2 separate regions of the Pan troglodytes genome follow, and region 1 is linked to region 2. The links are chromatin contacts, called in public Hi-C maps. All regions are on one chromosome and are shown on one strand. Each heading gives the region's core, a stretch centred on a gene start, on an enhancer-like site or on the middle of the called end of the contact. The rest is flanking DNA. Distances are from core to core; before and after follow the strand shown. Region 1 holds the start of LOC129144001 (putative inactive deoxyuridine 5'-triphosphate nucleotidohydrolase-like protein FLJ16323). Region 2 overlaps LOC129144001 (putative inactive deoxyuridine 5'-triphosphate nucleotidohydrolase-like protein FLJ16323).

What was found. Hi-C and Micro-C count contacts between places; a contact is called where the count stands out from the background.
Region 1: a contact with region 2 is called in a Hi-C map of induced pluripotent stem cells, with 1.8 times the contacts expected there. The contact joins the promoter of LOC129144001 here to the enhancer-like site in region 2. A contact is called at or near these places in 3 of 7 Hi-C or Micro-C datasets (induced pluripotent stem cells and stem cell-derived neural progenitor cells).

Annotation. Positions count from the first base shown.
Region 1 is chr4:99,884,907-99,889,423 of NHGRI_mPanTro3-v2.0_pri, reverse strand. LOC129144001 (putative inactive deoxyuridine 5'-triphosphate nucleotidohydrolase-like protein FLJ16323) reads left to right here and starts at 3,132. Exons shown (of 5, transcript XM_063811434.1): 1 at 3,132-3,652. The coding sequence starts at 3,195. The coding sequence ends at 3,647.
Region 2 is chr4:99,717,841-99,722,245 of NHGRI_mPanTro3-v2.0_pri, reverse strand. The region is part of intron 2 of LOC129144001 (putative inactive deoxyuridine 5'-triphosphate nucleotidohydrolase-like protein FLJ16323); the gene reads left to right. Among named protein-coding and RNA genes, the nearest start is that of SLCO4C1, 300 kb to the left of the region's middle. Within about 2 kb of position 2,780, at least 2 of the 24 cell types and tissues checked have an H3K27ac peak or open chromatin away from gene starts, as enhancers often do. A contact at or near this core is called in induced pluripotent stem cells, where this site is marked.

The DNA.
Region 1 (4,517 bases), core at 1,883-4,382, 170 kb before region 2:
GATTATAATAAAACTAACTGAAGAAAACCCATGAAAGTAATCTGAAAAATATTATTCAAGTGTTCTATATTCATTAACCAATTATAATTTCTATATCAATTGCACTGTCAGACTAAAGGCATAATTTTTCAGAGCCTGTGCTGTGAGCTCAACTGATTGTCACAAAATTAAGCTGTATGCTTTCTAATTAATACACATCACCAATGCTAAAAATCCTGAAGCATGAATGAAGTTTGCAATCATACTGATGCAGAAGGAGGATTAGAACATAAAGGACTGGTTTTGTTCTGCAGTACTGACTCTTGGTAAAGGCTTCAGGTGAGTAACCTGCAGTCACACTGCTGCACTCATTTTTGAGGCATTGGGAGGGGAGAGTTTATGGTTTTGTAAAATGGTAAAATACCAGGCCAGGAAAATGACCTTATTAGACTTGAGCTTGGCTAAAGGCTGATTTTGTATGTTAGAAGGCTTGCTCTTCATTATGCTGCTCACTGCCAATCCACAAGATGATAAAGAGAGGGCAGAAGATGTAAAATGTTTATCTCTCTTCAGTTACCTTGTGGACATTTGCCATATTCTTTCTTTGCGTCTCTGACCCTCTCTGCAGCTGTTGGCTATAAAAGCTTTGGGTATGTGTCTGTCAGTACAGCTAATGCCCACTGTGACAATGCCAGGGTCAGTGTCAGAACCCAGATTCTGACACTTGAAAAACTGAGATTCAGAGTGGTGAGTGCTACAGTCCAATGCCGAGTATTTAGTCGAACTGGAGAGAACGTTGATTTTCTGCAAAGACTAGCACCAAGGCTCATATGCCATAAATTATATTTGCCCTCAGTCGCATTCACCACTTGGCTCAGATTCCAGTCTGGAATAGGCTAAGACTTTGTGTATCTACTTCTCATAAAGATCAGCTCAGGCTACAAAACTATCTGCTTGTTCATTTTCTTCTGCAGATTTCAGACTTGCCTGGTCAACTTTGATTCTCAGCAAACAACACAAGGTGGGCTCAAGATGGGGCCTCTGAAACACACTAGTAGAAATATTCAGAAATCTTAAGTTTAACTCGAGATTTTGTAAATTTAGTAATACAAATATTCCAAGACCCAGTGATCTCACTTTACTCTCCAGAGCTTGTTTCTTTGACAAACTACTGCACCCAAATAAAGATGTCAATTAAGACTGAAGTGTTTCAACGTTCCAAAATGTTAAAAGTTTATTTTTAATTTTCTTAAGCCAGAAATTCCTGTAATAATCTTTAGCTTTATAATAATTTCCTAAAACTAATGTTCTTCAGAGGATTGATATTTGAGATGAGTGGAGTCTCTATTTCTATTAAAATGATTTCATCATTTTCTTCTACTTCAAGAGCAGGTCAATTTTGTAATTTCATTTCTAAATGCTTCTAGTGATCTGTTGACCACTGGCAGGCAGTTACCATAGTGATCAAACTGTAGGTAGATATTTGGGGTGGAGTGACAGCTCTAACTTCTAACTTCTTCTTCTTTTTTTTTTTTTGAGTTGGAGTCTCGCTCTGTCGTCCAGGCTGGAGTGCAGTGGCGCAATCTTCTCAGCTCACTGCAACTTTTGCCTCCTGGGTTCAAGTGACTCTCCTGCCTCAGCCTCCTGAGTAGCTGGGATTACAGGCATCTGCCACCATGCCCAGCTAATTTTTGTAGATATGGGTTTTCACCATGTTGGCCAGGCTGGTCTCGAACTCCTGACTTCAAGTGATCTGCCTGCCTGGGCCTCCCAAAATGCTGGGATTACAGGTGTGAGCCACTGTATCTGGCCAAGATCGAACTTCTAAAGTGAGCATTCACAAATATAAGCATAGTGAGGTTCCACAAAGGATGGTTTTGATACATACCTCTTAAGAGTAGACAATAAATACAAGGAGTAGAAATAATTTAATGAGTTGGAGATACATGTCTATTATTTACAAAAAATTACAAATCCAGAGTCAATGGGAGACCAAGTAAGACAACATAACATTTTTAAGATTAAAAGAAATATGGGGATTCAAGGTAAATGGAAAATGGCACTTTAAACCTAATAAACCATTTAACTTGTTTCCCACCGTTTGATGATAGTGTGTCCGGAATTGGTGGGTTCTTGGTCTCACTGACTTCAAGAATGAAGCCATGGACCCTCGCGGCGAGTGTTACAGTTCTTAAAGGCAGCGTGTCCGGAGTTTGTTCCTTCTGATGTTTGGATGTGTTTGGAGTTTCTTCCTTCTGGTGGTTTGGTCTCACTGGCTCAGGAGTGAAGCTGCAGACCTTCTCGGTGAGTGTTAATGGCTCTTAAGGTGGCGTGTCTGGAGTTGCTCGTTCCTCCCGGTGGGTTTGTGGTCTTGCTGGCTTCAGGAGTGAAGCTGCAGACCTTCACGGTGAGTGTTACAGCTTATAAAGGCAGTGTGGACCCAGAGAGTGAGCAGCAGCAAGATTCATTGCAAAGAGGGAAAGAACAAAGCTTCCACAGTGTGGAAGAGAACCCCAGGGGGTTGCCACTGCTGGCTAAGGCAGCCTGCTTTTATTCTCTTATCTGGCCCCACCCACATCCTGCTGATTGGTCCATTTTACAGAGAGTTGATTGGTCCGTTTTGACAGGGTGCTGATTGGTGCATTTACAATCCGTGAGCTAGACACAAAAGTTCTCCACTTCCCCACTAGATTAGCTAGATACAGAGTGTCGAATTGGTGTATTTATAAACTCTGAGCTAGACACAGAGTGCTGATTGGTGCATTTACAAACCTTGAGCTAGATACAGAGTGCCGATTGGTGCATTCACAATCCCTTAGCTAGACATAAAGATTCTCCAAGTCCCCACCAGATTAGCTAGATACAGAGTGCCGATTGGTGCATCCACAAACCCCCTGAGGTAGACACAGGGTGTTGATTGGTGTGTTTACAAACCTTGAGCTAGATACAGAGTGCTGACTGGTGTATTCACAATCCCTTAGCTAGACATGCAGATTCTCCAAGTCCCCACTAGACTCAGGAGCCCCGCCGGCCTCACCCAGTGGATCTCCCACAGGGGCCTTAGGTGGAGCTGCCCGCCAGTCCCGCGCCTTGCGCTGGCACTCCTCAGCCCTTGGGCGGTGGATGGGACCGGGCGCCGTGGAGCAGGGGGCGGTGCTTCCGGGAGAGGCTCAGGCCGCGCAGGAGCCCACGGCGGGCTGCCGGGAGACTCAGGCATGGCGGGCTGCAGGTCCCCAGCCCTGCCTCGCGGGGAGGCAGCTAAGGCCCGGCGAGAAATAGAGCACAGCGCCAGTGGGCCGGCACTGCTGGGGGACCTGGCGTACACTCCACAGCTGCTGGCCCGGGTGCTAAGCACCTCACTGCCCGGGGCCGCAGGGCCCGCAGGCGTTCCCAGTGCGGGGCCCGCCAAGCCCACGCCCACCCGGAACTCTAGCTGGCCCGCAAGCGCCCTGAGAAGCCGCGGTTCCCGCCCGTGCCTTTCCCTCCACACTTCCCCACAAGCCCAGGGAGCCGGCTGCGGCCTCGGCCAGCCCAGAGAAGGGTTACCACGGTGCAGCGGCGGGCTGAAGGGCTCCTCAAGCGCGGCCAGAATGGGCGCTGAGGCCAAGGAGGCACCGAGAGCCAGCGAGGTCTGTGAGGGCTGCCAGTATGCTGTCACCTCTCAATAGCTGGGGTAAGTTGAAGAGTGGCAATAATTATTTTTTACTTTGAGATTATTACTCAGTAAAAATCTTCCATGATGAATAGGGTTTTGGAAATAAATATAATGCGTGCGTAATGGTTAAGCTGTGTTTTTTGAGAGTTCACTTCCAGAGATGCTCTACCACATAAGCTGGAGGTCTTTGAGCCTTTTCATCCTGTGGTTGCTCATTCTCTTCACAGTGGCAGCTTCTTGGGAACTGCCACTTGCTTTCTATCACTTGCACTCTTTCCTTAGAGTGCATAGGGAGACAGTTATGGGTCTGAAATTGCAAAGTAGTCTCAAACTGAGACACTAAGATGCACTGTTCCAGATTTTGTAATTTTTCTTTAAATGCCCTGGGCTGCCTTTTTTTCCCCCTTTCCTCCTTCCAGGCTTCCTGAGTAACTACCTAACCCCTGTTCCACCTCTCCAGTCAACTTAGCAGGAGCTTCTTCCTTTGTCACCCAGCTATATCATCTACTTTTTGAAAATTGTCCTGCCCTGGAACATTATTGAAAAACAACCCACTTCTACTTTTCAAAATTTATACTTTTCTTATTAGATCTCAATATGCAAGTTTACAAATTTTGATTAATTAATGATTCCACAGGCAAATGTAATTAGATGTTTATATGTAGCCATACTAGAACATGCCATTTATGTTTCAGATAAAGGTTTTTTGAAAATAATAACTCAAAGTAAAATAGGGTTGGGAATTTAAGGCAGCAGAGTGGGCATGGGAATTATATTTGTCTTGAGGCAGGCCTTAGTGGAGCTCTCAGAATCAGCCAAGCAGGGGGAATTTGCACTAGAGGGACCTCTGCTTTAAACTGGACCTGTAACTGCCTGAATCAGG
Region 2 (4,405 bases), core at 1,531-4,030:
AACAGACACATAGACTGATGGAGTAGAATAGAGAGCCCAGAAATAACCCATGCATATAAGGTCAACTAATTTTGACATGGACACCAAGAATATACAATGAGAAAAGGGTGGCCTCTTCAATAAATTGTGTTGGAAATACTGGATATCTACATGCAAAAGAATGCAATAGGACTCATCTTACACCACACACAAAGATCAACCCAAAGTGGATTAAATACTTAAGGATAGAAACTGTAAACCTCCTATAAGAAAAAATAGGGAAGACTCTTCTTAACATTGGTTTTGGCACTGATTTTTTTGAACATGACACCAAACGCACAGGTAACAAAAGCAAAAATAAGTAAGTGGCACTACATCAAACTTAAAAGCTTCTGCACACCAAAGGAAACAATCAATAAAATGAAACAAATCAAACTTAAACAAATCAACAATAAAAGACAAATTACCCCATTAAAAAGTGAGCAAGGAGCATGAACAGACAATTCTTAAAAGAAGACATACATGTGGCCAAAAAAAGATGAAAAAATGCTTGACATCTCTAATCATTAGAGAGATAAACATCAAAACCACAATAAGATAACGTCTCACACCAGTCAGAATGGCTATTATTAAAAATATAACCATCAAAAATAACATCATCAAAAAATAACATACATAGGCGAGGTTGCAGGGAAAAGGGAATATACACTTTATACACTGTTGATAGGAATGTAAACTATTTCAGCCTCTGTGTGAAGCCATTTGGAGATGCTATAAAGCAGTGGTCCCTAACCTTTTTGGCACAATTTTTCCATGAACAGGGCAGAGTTGCGGAGATAGTTTTGGGATGAAACTGTTCCACCTCAGATCATCAGGCATTAGTTAGATTGTCATAAAGAACATAACGTAGATACTTTGCATGTGTAGCTCACAATAGAGTTCACAGTCCTATGAGAATCTAAGGCTGCCCCTGATCTGACAGGAGGCGGAGCTCAGGGGTAATGCTTGCTGGTTACTCACCTACTGCTCTGTGGCAGGGTCCCTAACAGGCCACAAATCTGTACTGGTCTGTGGCCCAGGGGTTGGGGACCCCTGCTATAAAAGAATACCTGAGACTAGGCAATTTGTAAAGAAAAGAGTTTTATTTTGGCTCATGGTTCTGTAGACTGTAAAGGAAGCTTGGTGCTGGCATCTGCCTCAGGGAGCTTACAATCATAGCATAAGGGGAAGGGGAAATGAGTCAGCATGTTACATGGCAAAGGAGGAAGCAAGATTGATGGGGAAGTGTTACACTCTTTTAAACAACCAGATCTCCTTTGAACTCAGCAAGAACTCACTCATTACCTCCAGGAGGGCTCCAAGCTGTTCCTGAGGGATCCAGCCTCATTACCCAAATATCTCTCAGTAGGCCCCACCTCCAAAATTGAGGATCACGTTTCAACATGAGATTTGGAGAGGATACATATCCAAACTATATCAGAAGATTTCTCGAAGAGCTAAAAATAGAATTATCATTTGACTGAACAACCCTATTACTGATTACATACCCCAAAGGAAATAAATTTTCCATAAAAAAGATACCTTTACTTATATGTTTATCTCAGCACTATTCATAATAGTAAAGACATGGAATTAACCCAAGTGTACATCAATGGTCAACTGGATAAAGAAAATGTGGTTATGTGTTTAAGATAAGTAACTAGATGCAACTGGGAAGCGCCACTCTCACAGAGAGAAACCAGGATTTTGGCCATACCAACATAATTTGTACAGACCTTTGGGGAAAAAATGCCAAATGTGGATGGTGAAGACACAGTCACTGATGCTGATGAGAGAGGAGACTAGGAACCCTATGTGGTTATCTAAATGCTACATCTGGTTCACTGCTCCAAAAGATGCCTGGGTATGGATGAGTGAAGGGACTGGGGGACTGTTCACTCTTGCTGCAAACCTTTGGAATCCTAGCTGCAGTGACCCCACAGCCCATGAATGTGTGAGCCGGCAGGGGATTCTCCCTGGAGATTAGATGGACTTGGAGCTGCAGCAAGCACAAAGCTGGGGACCTTTGAGTGGATCAGCTCTGGCAAAGCTCAGCTGTAAGCACCCATTCCCTAGGGCTGCCCATCTACCTTTGAGAGGCTGTGGCCCCAGCTTATGGCTATGGGGAAAGCCAGGCCAGTTTCTCCCTGGGACTGGGACTTATCTTTCCTGCAGGCCCACCTATCCGCCAGCCTCTCCTAGGGCCACTGCCTGGCTACTCCATACAAGTTTGTATATAATGCAGCCTCTGCTTCCCAGCTCAGTTGCTTTGCTCCACCTACATACTTTCCAGCAACGTAGATGTCCTTTAGATGTCAGGCTGCACCCAAAACCCAACTCCAAGCGCCCGGAGGAGGGAGCTGTGAGAGGGTCCTAGTACCTTAGAGCTATGGCCTGTGGCTCAGAAGTACTGAGCTGCGAGCTGTGCTCTGCATTTGAAAGGGGCAGGAGTCACACTCTCAGAAAACTGGAAGAGCTGGGTTGCACAGTTTGATGGGCTGATGTGGGACCTGGCTGTGCCTCCTTCCACTCGGTTGGGGTGTGGCCTGATTCTCTAAGGGACTTCTCCCCAAGGGAGCCCTGTGGCCTGAAAGACCTAAAAGCAACAGGAAAGAAAATCATGAGAAGATTGCTGGTGATCAGGGGTAGCTCCCCCGGGGCCTTTGAGCAGATCTGGTGAGGGTGTCACCTCTATCCCCATCGCACTGCAGAACACAACTGCAAATGTGAAGATATACAAAGGAACTGTGTGGCTAGGAACTGCCTATGGCTCTCAAGTGCCATCTATTGGATCGCAGCCCAAACTACATCAAAAATTCTCTCTCATTGGAAACAGCAAGAACGCTACAACAAAGAATCTGTACAAAGCATTAGTCTTCTGAAATTCCAAAAATGAAGGCAATGGGCAATTCTCAGTTTACACCACAACTAAAGAAATACCAGCCCTGCCAGGTGGGAAAGGATCAGTGAAATAACTCTGGCAATTCAAAAAGCCAGAGTGTTCCCTTACCTCCAAATGAGCCCACTAGCTCCCCAGTGATGGTTCTTAACTTGTCTGAATTGTCTGAAATAACAGACATGGAACTCTGAATCTGGATGGCAAGGAAGCTCATTGAAATCAAGAAGAAACTTGAAACAATCTAACATAGTGAAACAATACAGTAAAACTATTCAAGAGCTGAAAGATGAAACTCCCATTTTAAGAAAAATCCAAACTGAGCTTCTTGAGCTGAAAAATTCGGTATGATAATTTCATAATACATTTGAAAGTATTAACTGCAACATAGCCAAGCTGAGGAAAGAGTCTTCAGGCTAATGCTTCAAATCAACTAAGTCAGACAAAAATAAAGACAGAAGAATTAAGAAAAATGAGCAAAACCTCTGAGAAATACAGGATCATCTAAAGAGACAAACCTGTGACTCAGTGGCATTCCTGAGAGAGAAGAAGGGAGAATAAGCAACTTGAGCATTATATTTGAGGATATATTCCACAGCAATTTCCTTAATCTTGCTAGAGAGGTTGACATGAAAATCTAAGAAATACAGAGAACTCCAGCCAGATACTATACAAGGCAACCATCCCCAAGACACATAGTCATCAGATTCACTAAGGCCAGTGAAAAAGAAAACATCTTAAAAGTAGCTAGAGAGGAAGGTTCAGGTAACCTAAAGAAGGAACCCCATCAGGCTAGCAGAAGACCTCTCAGCAGAAACTTTTATCAGCCAGAAGACATTGAGGGCCTATTTTCAGTGTCCTTTAAGAAAATAAAACCCAACCAAGAATTTAATATTCTGCCTTACTAAGTTTCATAAGTGAGGGAGAAATAAAATCCTTTTCAGACAGGCAAATATTGCGGGAATATGTTTCAACTAGACCAGTCTTACAAGAAGTTTTTAAGGGACTGTTAAATATGGATTCTAAAGAAGGACACTTGCTATCACAAAAGCACATCTAAGCATACGGCCCACAGGCACTATAAAATGCAACTACGCATCAAGTCTACGTAACAACCAGCTAGCAACACTATGACAGGATAAAAATCACACATATCAATGCTAACCTTGAGTATAAATAGTCTAAATGTCTAACTTAAAAGACACAGTGTCAGACTGGATACAAAGACAAGACGCAAACATCTGTTGTCTTTAAGAGACCCACCTCCCATATAATGATATCCAAGGGCTAAATAAAAGAGTAGACTAATATATAGCATGCAAATGGAAAACCAAAAAGAGCAGGAGTCTATTCCTGTATCAGATAAAACAAACTTTAAACCAATCAAAATTAAGAAGGACAATGAAGGGCATTACATAACGATAAAGGGTACAATCCAACAAGAAGCCTTAACTATTCTAAATATATACACCCCCAACATTGGAGCACCCA